Regions from separate parts of the Gossypium hirsutum genome. Here regions 2, 3 and 4 are each linked to region 1. Evidence: chromatin contacts called from public Hi-C data. All regions are on one chromosome and are shown on one strand. The core of a region is the stretch at or near the end of the contact, and the rest is flanking DNA. Distances in the headings are between cores, read along the strand shown. Region 1 holds the start of LOC107961748. Region 2 holds the start of LOC107945928 (external alternative NAD(P)H-ubiquinone oxidoreductase B2, mitochondrial). Region 3 holds the start of LOC107947743. Region 4 holds the start of LOC107948137 (vacuolar protein 8).

Region 1 (2,700 bases), core at 128-2,627:
TTATTTCCCTAAATAATTTTAAAACCGGCCTAAAAACCTAAATAAATTTCAAAATCGACTTATACATCTTATTTAACCCATATATAATATTATAATTTAGACATTAAAAACATGTGAATTTCTTATGTTTAAAATTTTAATAAAAAAATTATATAAAATTAAAAATAAAATAATATATAACAATCAGGTTAATTATTTATAAATATGAATAAATTTAAATAAAATTTAATTAAATTAATATCATAGAACTTGTTTTACACACAAAATCTCTATTAATATATATTTGATGAGCAAAGTTAATTTAATTCAACAATACCAGTTCAAATTCAAATGGTACTAAAAGAACATACAATAATTTGATCCACTATGATATGACCCAAAAACTTTAATTTGAATGAAAATTCACAGTTAAGCTAAAAAAGTTATATAAGAATTATATAATCTAAATCCATCTAAAAAGGAAATTCAGATTCATCCCATTGAAGAACTGCAGAATCTATGTTTTGTTCTCTTTTCAGTTTATCTTTCACAAACCAATCACATACTCTTCCAGCATTCATCTCTTCAATTGAACATCCTTCCTGTTCTGATATCACTCTAAGTAGATTCAATGATGATATCTGCAACCATACCCCCAATTTTCTTAATTTTAGTCTTAAATAGCATTCAGATATTAGATTTCACATTTCCATGGAATATTAAGGAGAGGTTTACCGTTAATCGACATAGGAACTTTTCATGAGAGCTTAAACCAGATATTTCAACCAAACCAGCCTCTTCTAGAGATAGGAAACTTCTTCTTTCTGTCTTCTTTTCTCCTTCACCACCTTGGCTATTGCTGCATCCTCTTATTACAAGCTTTCTTGCAATGGACAATTTGTTTGCTGGTGAAAAACTGGTTTGGGTTTTAGCTAGTTTTTGAGGATATCTAGGATTGGATAGTAATGGTGTTTGATAAAGAGTTGTACAAGGTAAGTGTAAAATCATACTTTCTGTTTCGATCAAAAGAAGATCACTAGAAGAGAATTAGGTTGAATTTGGATCGTTATGGAGTTTATGTGGTGGAGATGGAGATGAGGAGAATACAGGCAAATTAAATCGGCTTGTTGGTGTAGTCTTTACAAACATGGGTTATGGGATATTAAAAACGGGCCAAAAGTGAGTTGGGCTTCAACTTGTCAAATGACCACAGTTCATTAGCTTTTTGTAAGATAATGGATAAGCATGCCATGTACATGTTGTGTAAGATAAAGGAGGACCTTTAAGGATTTTCATTTCCTGCAACTCAAAAGATCATTAAAAAAAAAAGGTTCAAAATTTAATGGATAATTAAGCTTTTTTCAATGGTTGTTTAATATATTTTTTAGTGATTAAAAAATCCAAGTAATTTTGGTGTACTTACAATTAATTAATTAAAAGATTGACGCCCTTTTTTGTGTTCTATTTATTCAACAGGAAAGAGAAATGTCAACAATACCATTTCTAGTTTTTTTTTTTAATTACGGAAGAAAATTCATTATAACTTTGATTTTAAAATAGCAATTTTGGCTCTACTTATAAACGGTTTTGTTTAAATTAGAAGGATTGATTAAAATAATTATATTTGTGGTTGAAAGTTAATTAAGAATGTAATAACAGAAATAATTAGTGAGAATAGCGCGGAAATTGAATTATTGGCTTCGTCTGGTCCTCTTAAATCTTAAGCAATTAGGCCAGAGAGGAAAAGAGAGAGTAAGTTACCATTGACCAAGTTAAAATTAGGCTTGAATGAGACTTTGTTTAAAATGAAGTCTTATTTTTTCTTTATTTAAAAAATTCAGTAACTCAAAATTTCAAATAGTCTCTGATATGATGGACAAAAATTAAATATGATAAATTAACAAATATTTACAAAAATTATTAATAACAATAATGATTAGAGTAAAAATTTTAAATTGAAAAAAAATAAAAAGATAAAATTTTTAACTTTTAAAATATAGAAATTAAATTTCAAATTATACAAAATAAAAAATTTCATTCAAACGGAGACAAATAAGAAAGAAATTTCTTATCTAAAATTGGATACAAAACAAACAATCAAACCTTGAGCAAATTAAATTGAGTTGTTAGTGTAAAACTAAGGATTTGTTTAACATTACTTTTTAAAAGTGTTTTTGGGGACAAAAGCACTTTTCAAACAAGAAGCAATGCTAAACAAATAATTTGTAGAGTCAAAAGTGTTTTTAAAAGTATTTTTGAATTTAAAAGCAAAAGCAATTTTCTTTTAAACTTTTGCTATTGACAAAAGTGCTTTTAGATCAAATGACAGTTTTAACCTTTATAATATATTTTATATAATGTTTGTATTTTGTATATAATTATTTTCCTATTAAAATTTATTATATATATAATATTATATTTTAATTTTTTATTGGTTATATTTTATTATTTAAAATATAGTTTATATATTCAAATTAAATTTTATGAATAATTAAGATTAAATTTTTTTAAAAATATTTAAAATTTATATTTCATATATTAAAATATTAACAAGTTATAATAAATTATTTTTTATATTCTTACTAAAATATCATAATATTAATTAATTTGAACATTATTTAAATGTAAATTTATTACTTTATAACACCATGTCTAAAATAGATATTTTATTTCTTAAAAATTCTTTTTGACAGTAATACTAAATATTTAAATCTTAAATTA
Region 2 (2,700 bases), core at 45-2,544, 660 kb before region 1:
CCCGTGGTTTTTACCCTTAATTTAGAGGGGTTTTCCACGTAAAAATATCGGTGTCTCTATTTTTTTTGTTGTGGTTGCATTAGTTGATTTGTGGTTGATTAAGGTTGCTAGAGAACATATCTTGTGCTATTGTGCTTGCCATAATTTTTACAGGAGTTATAAGGAGAGAAAGAACACCGGTTGTGCTTTCGCTTTGTTTCGGTTGTTCGGTTTCTTCCCAACATATATAACTAAAATAAGTTGTTTTAATTTTTATAATTTAATTGGCTCACAATATAAAAATGAATTAAAAATAATATAAATTAGAATTTGAACATGAATATGAATCCATTGACAGGTTAAAATCCATATTTAAAACATTTGATACTTATATTGATTTTAGTATGTTAATGTTGATATTTTAAGAGTGGCCACCATACATTATTTATATTATTTACTTTTAAAAAAAATAAATTGGATTCCATAAATTATGGACCGCTTATTGATTACCAAAAGAGAACATGAAAAATATGCTTTGCGGCAAAGGAAAACATGGAGGTTGTCAGCAATGTTTGTGGTGTGTGTACAAAACAATGACGTAAAGCATGCTAATTGCCGACTTTATTACCACCTTCTATTTGACCACCTAACATTCTGCAATTAACAGCCTGTCCTTTATATGCTCATTCTGTATATGTACTTTTCTCTTCCAATATTACGCCTGCCTTTCTTTCTTTCTTTTTTTTTCCCGCCTTTAATTTTAGGAAGGCTTCATGATTTTATTTTATTTTGATTTCAGTGATTATTAAAATATTTTTTATTTCTTGATATTTAACACGTTTTATTTATGGTTCAAAGATTAAATTTTAATTTTTATTAAAAATTTAAAATTCTAATTAATTTGTTTTTTTAGTATATGTCATTATCATGAATTTTTAAAATGTCAATATAAGAGTTTTTTTAGACAGCCAATATAAAAAATTTAATTAATTAGAATTTTAAATTTTAAATTTTAAATTTTAAATTTTGAATTTTTAATAAAATAAAACTTTTAGAATAACAAGATTATGATTTGAGTGAATAAAATTTTATATATAAATAATTAATTCTAAAATAAAATGAAGCTTTTAATGAAATAATAAAGACAAAGAAAATTACTGTATTTTAAATTCAAATTCATATTTTTTAAAATTTTACATTATTTTAAATGACAAAAATACCCTTTATTGTTTTATAAAAAGAATTGATTGTTAAAAGGAAATCAATATATTACATATGATTTGTAATTTTTTTTTGGGGGGGGGGTGGGGTTCAAAACCCTAATTAGGTTCAACGGTCTATCCAAGAAAAAAACATGAATCATTGAAAAATCTCTTAAATTAAAGAAAGAGAATAAGAAAAAATAAATTCCGAGGATTGATGGATCCAACGGACACAGGTTTTTCACAGAGACGTAGCGGTCATAATGTAGTGACGGCGGCGCAATTAAGGATCCAGATACTATTTAATATTTAATTCATTAAAATATTTTGACCAAAAATTATATAATAATGATTCCATAAATATAGTAGCACATTGCCGCCTCTGCCTTGCTCTCCAAGTCATTGAAAAAGAAAGCGAGGTAGTAAAGACCTGGAACCATCGTGTGACAACGCCACGAACCTCGCGTTTCTCATCTACTCTTTTTCTTTTTTTTTCTTCTTCTGCCTTTTTGTATTTTTAATACGTAACCGCTTTCTCTGTGATTTTCCTCCAGTTTTCTTGGTTCATATAGGCTAAACAAGTAAAAGAACAGATCTACAGAGCACCAAGATGAGGAACTTCAACTTCTTCGGGAGACTATCCAGGGCTTTTAATGATTATCCTTCTCTTTCTAAGGTCATCGTCGTCTCTACTATCAGGTGCTTTTTTCATTCCTTCTTTCTTTCTTTTTTTCCCCCATTTTTTAAGCATTTTTCTTGTGTTTATAACTTTATATACAAATATTTTATTTGCTTTTTGGTTCTATGAAGTTGTTAAGCATGACCTGAGTGCCTCTTTGTGTTTCTATTTTTTTATTATCATAGATTTAGTTTCTTAATATTGATTTGTGGTTCATGCTGTTTTTTGTTTGTAGATTCTCTCTGCATTTAGATAGGCGATTGTTTTTAGGCCCATCTGATGAATGATGTTTTTTTTTTTTGAGATTTTGAGCTGAAATTTGGAATATTGAAATGCTCTGTCAGAAGTCTGAAGAACAGAGCAAATATGTTTTGAATTATAGGGAGGAAGAGAACTGTCATCTCTGCCTAAAGGCCGGTGTCAGTGAATTATGCACGCTAGGAAAATTGAAGCTTTATTTGCTTCTTTAAAATTGTAAAGGAAATGGGAAAAGATCTAAAAATTTGTCCTGTTTGAATGTATCTGCAAAGTTTAGGAGCTTGAGTGCGTAATTTATTAATTTCTCAAGATTAGTTAAAAACGAACTGTATGTTTGAAACTTTCCATTAAGCATTCTCCTTCAGCTCTAAGTCTATTGCATTTTTTTGGTGCAGTGGTGGGAGCCTTATAGCTTATGCTGAAGCAAACGCATTCAATGGCAGTAAGGGCCATATTGCTCATGCTGATGCGGTGGCATCTAATGATGACCGTCGAATTGCTTCATCTGAACAAGTTCCCAAGAAAAAGAAGGTGGTGCTGCTTGGAACTGGTTGGGGAGGAATGAGTTTCCTGAAGAGCCTG
Region 3 (2,751 bases), core at 232-2,731, 540 kb before region 1:
CCTTAGAGTTTCTTTAGAAGATTGTAATATTCAGTTCAATAAAAATAGTATTACTTCTGTTTGTTCAGCTTGTCAACTAGGCAAAGCTCATAAGCTGCCTTTCAGCTCCTCTCGAACAGTGTATTCTTCACCTTTTGAACTAGTAACAACTGATGTTTGGGGTCCTTCACATGTCAAGTCCAATGGATTTCTTTACTATGTCTTCTTTGTGGATGTGTATAGTAGATACATTTGGGTTTATTTTCTCAAGTCCAAAGCTGAAGTTTTTCAATGTTTTCTTCAGTTTAATCAAATGGGTCGTGTTCAATTTGGTTACTCCATCAAAGCTCTTCAATCTGATGGCGGTGGGGAGTATTGATCGCTCTCAAAGGAGCTTGCTCGCCTTGGTATTCAACACCGGGTAACTTTCCCTCACACCTCGAAGTAGAATGGGGTGGCTGAAAGGAAGCATCGGCAAATTGTAGATGTGGGGTTAACTCTCTTAGCTCAGGCAGGCTTACCTCTAGAGTTCTGGTATTATGTTTTTTCTTATGATGTGCACTTGATTAACAGGCTACCAACACCTGTTTTACACAACCAAAGTCCTTATGATATGTTGTATCAAGTTAGGCCATCCTATTCGTACCTCAGGGTTTTTGGATGTGCTTGTTATCCCTATTTGAGGCCCTATCATCGACATAAGCTGGAGTTCAGTCCAGTCAATGTGTGTTTCTTGGAGTGGTGTCAAATCAAAAAGGGTATAGATGCATTGCCAGTTGTGGTAGGGTGTTTGTCTCCAGACATGTCACATTTGACGAGGCGTGTTTTCCTTTCAAACAGGATAGTTCATTTGGTTCTCTTTTCAGTCAGTTCAAAGTTTTCAGCATCAATCTCGCCTTCCAGTGGTGTTGGGTAATACATCTCCTCCTACTGTTTCTCCTCATGAGGAAGGGATTACTCCGGTGTCATACGATAGCATAAGCCAAACTGATAACTCGTCTGGGTCTTGACGTTCTCTCACACCACCAGAGTCAAGACACTCACCACCAGATTCAGGACACTCATCACACTCATCTGCATCTTTTGAACAGCATCTACTCCTGGGAAATACTCACCCGATGCAAACGAGATCTAAAAGTGGAATTTACAAGCCTAAAGTGTTCACGTCTGTTCTAGAAGATGAGGAACCTACCTCCATTACAGCAGCTCTCCTACATCCTGCATGGTCAGCAGCAGCGCATGCTGAATACAAAGCCTTACTTGCAAATCATACTTGGGACGTTGTGCCTTTACCTCTAGGTCGTAGATTTTCAAAATCAAACGTAATGCCGATGGTTCAGTGGCTCGGTACAAAGGACGGTTGGTAGTAAAAGGGTATCTCCAAGAAGCTAGGGTGGACTTCCAAGAAACCTTCAGTCCAGTGGTGAAACCAACAAACATTCGTGTGGTTCTAGCTCTTGCTGTCTCGATGGGCTGGTCTCTCAGACAGGTCGACATAAATAATGCCTTCCTCAGTGGCGATCTCCAAGAGGAGATTTATATGGAACAGCCAGCGGGTTTTGAAAAATAAAGAGATAACAATCAACCATTGGTGTGCCAGTTGCGCAAAGCTCTTTATGAACTCAAACAGGCACCTAGGGCCTGGTTTCACAAGTTAAAAGAATTCCTGTTGGTCACTGGTTTTGTTGCTTCTAAAGCCGAAAGTTCACTCTTTATTCAACACTCTGAATCACAGCTACTGTATGTGCTAATATATGTCGATGACATAATCGTTACTGGGACCAACTCTCAAACCATAGATGGCTTTGTTCGAAGACTTGATGCTCAGTTCTCTTTGAAAGACCTTGGCCAACTAAATTATTTTCTAGGTATAGAAGTCCAATATACCTCTACTGGAGTGTTTCTTAACCAAAGGAAATATGTTCTCGACCTCCTACAACAAGCAGGTATGGATAAGTCAAATAGTTTACCAACGCCCATAGTACCAACGTGTCAGCTGTCTGCTCATGAAGGGAATCCTGTTGATGATGCTCATCTCTATCGGAGTATCGTTGGGGCATTGCAGTATGTAGTGATAACTAGGCCCGATGTAGCCTTTGCTGTCAACAAGGTGTGTCAATTCATGCACCGACCTCTTGATGTGCATTTTAAAGCTGTTAAGAGGATCCTCCGTTATTTGCATGGAACACTGGATCATGGCCTGAGGTTCACAAAGTGCTCCAAGCTGTTACTCGAGGGATTTTCTGATGCTAGTTGGGGAGCTGACGTAGATGATCGCCGGTCCACGTCTGGTTATTGTGTGTTTCTTGGTAGAAATCTGGTCTTTTGGAGCTCGAGGAAGCAGCAGGTTGTATCACGTTCGACTGCAGAGGTTGAATACAGAAGTCTCGCCCATGTTATTGTAGAAATGGTGTGGATACAGTCGCTGTTAACCGAACTTTGTGTTTCTCACTACGGCAAAGCACTTGTATGGTGTGACAGCTTCGCAACCGTGGCCGTAGCAGGAAACCCAGTTCAACATTCTAAATTCAAACACGTCGAATTGGATCTCTTCTTTGTACGGGAAAAAGTTGCACAAGGCCTGTTCCAAGTTGGACACATTCCAAGTCAAGAACAGGTGGCTGACATTTTAACCAAGCCCTTGTCAGCAGTCCTGTTCAAAAAATTTAAAAGTCAACTTCGGGTTTCAGTCAATGAAGCTAATGCCGGGGAAAGGAAGCAAACAAGCTCGGGGCATGATAAGAGAAAAGGGTTAACAGTCAGTTAGTTAAC
Region 4 (2,700 bases), core at 139-2,638, 560 kb before region 1:
TCATTAAAACTAAAAAAAATAAATTTTATAAAAATATTATAAATTAATTAAAAATCAGACAATTTTATAAATTTTGTAAAATTTATTTTATTATTTTTATATTTTAAATAAAAAAAGATCAACAACTTATATCATAAAATTAAGATTAACAGTTTTTTGTCATATTTTTGCCTCTCATTTTTCAATTTGCACAAGTTATATTAATCAAATAATTTAATCAAAATGAGGAATATAATTTTTATAAAAATAATTTAAATAATTATAATTTTTTGATTTTTAATTAATTTCTTATAATTTTAAAAAATCTTTTTTTCTAAATTTTTATGGTTTTTAATAATTTTTAATATATTTTATGATTTTTAAATAATTTCTAATAAATTTTATAAATTTTAGTAAACTTTAATGATTTTTTTTATTTTTTTAATAATTACAGAATGAATCTAGATAAATAGGTGTCCACGTTCAAATGAACACAGACAATCACTTGTCGACACCTCTTTATCTAGATTTATTTTGCAATTATTTTAAAAATATAAATTTAGATATTTTCTTATATTTTTTTTATTTTGCTGGCATGACACTACCACGTTAACAATTGGTGTTGATGTAGCACCACCACGTCATCAATCGACGCTGGCATGGTATCTATTAACAGCCATATTAGCGTTGCAGTTAAATATTAACGATAAACGCCAGTTAAAAAGCTTATTTGATCAATTTTATTAGTTTCAGACTCAATTGAATAAAGAAAAATTCAAAACAACTTAATTGAATCTTTTTAAATCTAAAATAAAGTTTTTTTTTATGTAATAGTAGATGCTTTTTTATTTTTTTTCATTCTACCATTTCATCTTTATCTAAGTTGGAGTGATATGTAAAAGATTTAGATTTAAATCACTGCACTTTCTATTTGGCAGATTTTGAAAAGAAAAAAAAAACGTCGTGTTTAAAAATCAATTTATTTCTTTAAATATATTATAAAATAACCTATTTCTTTAATTTTTCTTTTATTTTGACATATTCATCAAATCTAGGGCAGTTATAGAAAAATATGGGCAATTGCTCCAAAAATAATGGAAGAAAGAAACTAACATTTAACGTGGGAAAGATGAGCCAACAAGATTTGTTGATTGATTTGATTATGGACAAACAATGATGACATTTGACTAATTAAGAATTAAGGTTTATTTTCTTACCTCGTACGAATTACAATCCAATTAAGGCTGATTTACGTTATATCAAAATTCAAATTTTTATCATAAATTCATTTTCTTACCTTGTACATATTACAATACAATTAAATTGAAACGGTGGAAAAGTAAATAGAAAGTTCATGAGATCTGATGAGATTTTAAAGAAACCTTATTGTTGATAGGTGCCCCCACAGCAACCCACTGCAAAACCCCATTCATGCATGTACAGTGTTCTACAAATACAATCGTCAATAAAGAGATGAAACCTTTCAAGTCCTTTATCACTGATCAGAATCAGATACACTACTTTTCTTTTTCCTTTTAACCATCTCCCTCCTCAGTTCTTTTCACGCTGTGAGCTTCAGCCACCCTTTTAAGTTTTAACCCTTGTTATTATGGCAGAAATTTATACCCTTATCTTCATCCTATTGACTTGTCACTGTTACACCACCTAAACGGTCAGCCCTCTATTCTAAATATAAAATTAAAGACCCCCATTTCAGTTGCAGCTGCAAAATGAAAAGATAACTTTAGATTAGATATCTGCAGTCAGTGGCCCTCTTTCTCTCTCTTCTTAGACAGTGTTAGATTCCTTCCTTCAAAGCAAGCATTGAATTTGAAGAAAAAGGGGAAAAAAATGGGAGAAGAAGAGAAACCAATGCAAAAGCAGCACCAGAATTCAATAGAATCTTTCAGTGCAATGAAATCTAGTATCAAGCAGGCTGTTCAGGTTATATCTTCTTTGATTTCTCTTTCACATTCTATCAAAGTTTTTAATGTTAAATGGCAACTCATTCGAAAGAAGCTAGAAGAGATGAGTTCTGGGTTGATGGCTGTTGGAAACTGTGATTCAAGTGAAAACGCAGCGGCCTTCTCTGACGTGGTTCCTTCCATTTTGGCAACTGTAAACGAGTGTTATGATCTCGGGAGAAGATGTGTGGATCTTTCTTACAGTGGAAAGCTCCTGATGCAAAATGACCTTGATGTGATGGTTGCAAAATTTGATCTCCATGTAAAGAATCTTTCAGGGATTTACACTGCTGGGGTTCTGAGCCATGGTTTCGCCATCGTTGTTTCCAGGCCTGGTTTTGGTGCTTGTAAAGATGACATGAGGTTCTATGTAAGAGATTTGTTGACAAGGATGAAGATTGGTGATATAGAAATGAAAAGGCAGTCCTTGGTGAATTTATATCAACTTATGGCTGAAGATGAAAGGTACATGAAACTTGTAGCACTTGAAGTTAGTGACATTGTGAAATTGTTGGTCGATTTTCTTGATTCACCAGAGATGGAAATTCAAGAAGAAGCTTCAAAGATTGTATCTTTAATCTCTGGGTTTGATTTGTATAAAGGGGTTTTAGTTGAAGCTGGGATTATTGGCCCTTTAAATCGGATTTTGGAAACCGGCAGTAATTTGGGCAAAGAAGGAGCTGTTAGGTGTCTTCAGACATTGACTGTAAATTCAGACAATGCATGGTCTGTTTCAGCTCATGGTGGGGTGACGGCA

Evidence for each region. Hi-C and Micro-C count contacts between places; a contact is called where the count stands out from the background.
Region 2: a contact with region 1 is called in a Hi-C map of leaf, with 3 times the contacts expected there. The contact joins the promoter of LOC107945928 here to the promoter of LOC107961748 in region 1. A contact is called at or near these places in 9 of 34 Hi-C or Micro-C datasets (callus, hypocotyl, leaf and 2 more).
Region 3: a contact with region 1 is called in a Hi-C map of leaf, with 3 times the contacts expected there. The contact joins the promoter of LOC107947743 here to the promoter of LOC107961748 in region 1. A contact is called at or near these places in 7 of 34 Hi-C or Micro-C datasets (callus, hypocotyl, leaf and 1 more).
Region 4: a contact with region 1 is called in a Hi-C map of leaf, with 3 times the contacts expected there. The contact joins the promoter of LOC107948137 here to the promoter of LOC107961748 in region 1. A contact is called at or near these places in 4 of 34 Hi-C or Micro-C datasets (all in leaf).

What each region holds. Positions count from the first base shown.
Region 1 is chrA06:92,506,420-92,509,119 of Gossypium_hirsutum_v2.1, forward strand. LOC107961748 reads right to left here and starts at 1,378. Exons shown (of 2, transcript XM_016897849.2): 1 at 715-1,378; 2 at 307-620. The coding sequence starts at 987. The coding sequence ends at 453.
Region 2 is chrA06:91,850,262-91,852,961 of Gossypium_hirsutum_v2.1, forward strand. LOC107945928 (external alternative NAD(P)H-ubiquinone oxidoreductase B2, mitochondrial) reads left to right here and starts at 1,295. Exons shown (of 11, transcript XM_041115686.1): 1 at 1,295-1,600; 2 at 1,736-1,880; 3 at 2,514-2,700. The coding sequence starts at 1,792.
Region 3 is chrA06:91,970,292-91,973,042 of Gossypium_hirsutum_v2.1, forward strand. LOC107947743 reads left to right here and starts at 1,482. Exons shown (of 2, transcript XM_016882274.1): 1 at 1,482-1,535; 2 at 1,580-2,746. The coding sequence starts at 1,482. The coding sequence ends at 2,746.
Region 4 is chrA06:91,951,056-91,953,755 of Gossypium_hirsutum_v2.1, forward strand. It overlaps LOC107948137 (vacuolar protein 8), which reads left to right and starts at 1,389. Exons shown (of 1, transcript XM_016882604.2): 1 at 1,389-2,700. The coding sequence starts at 1,831.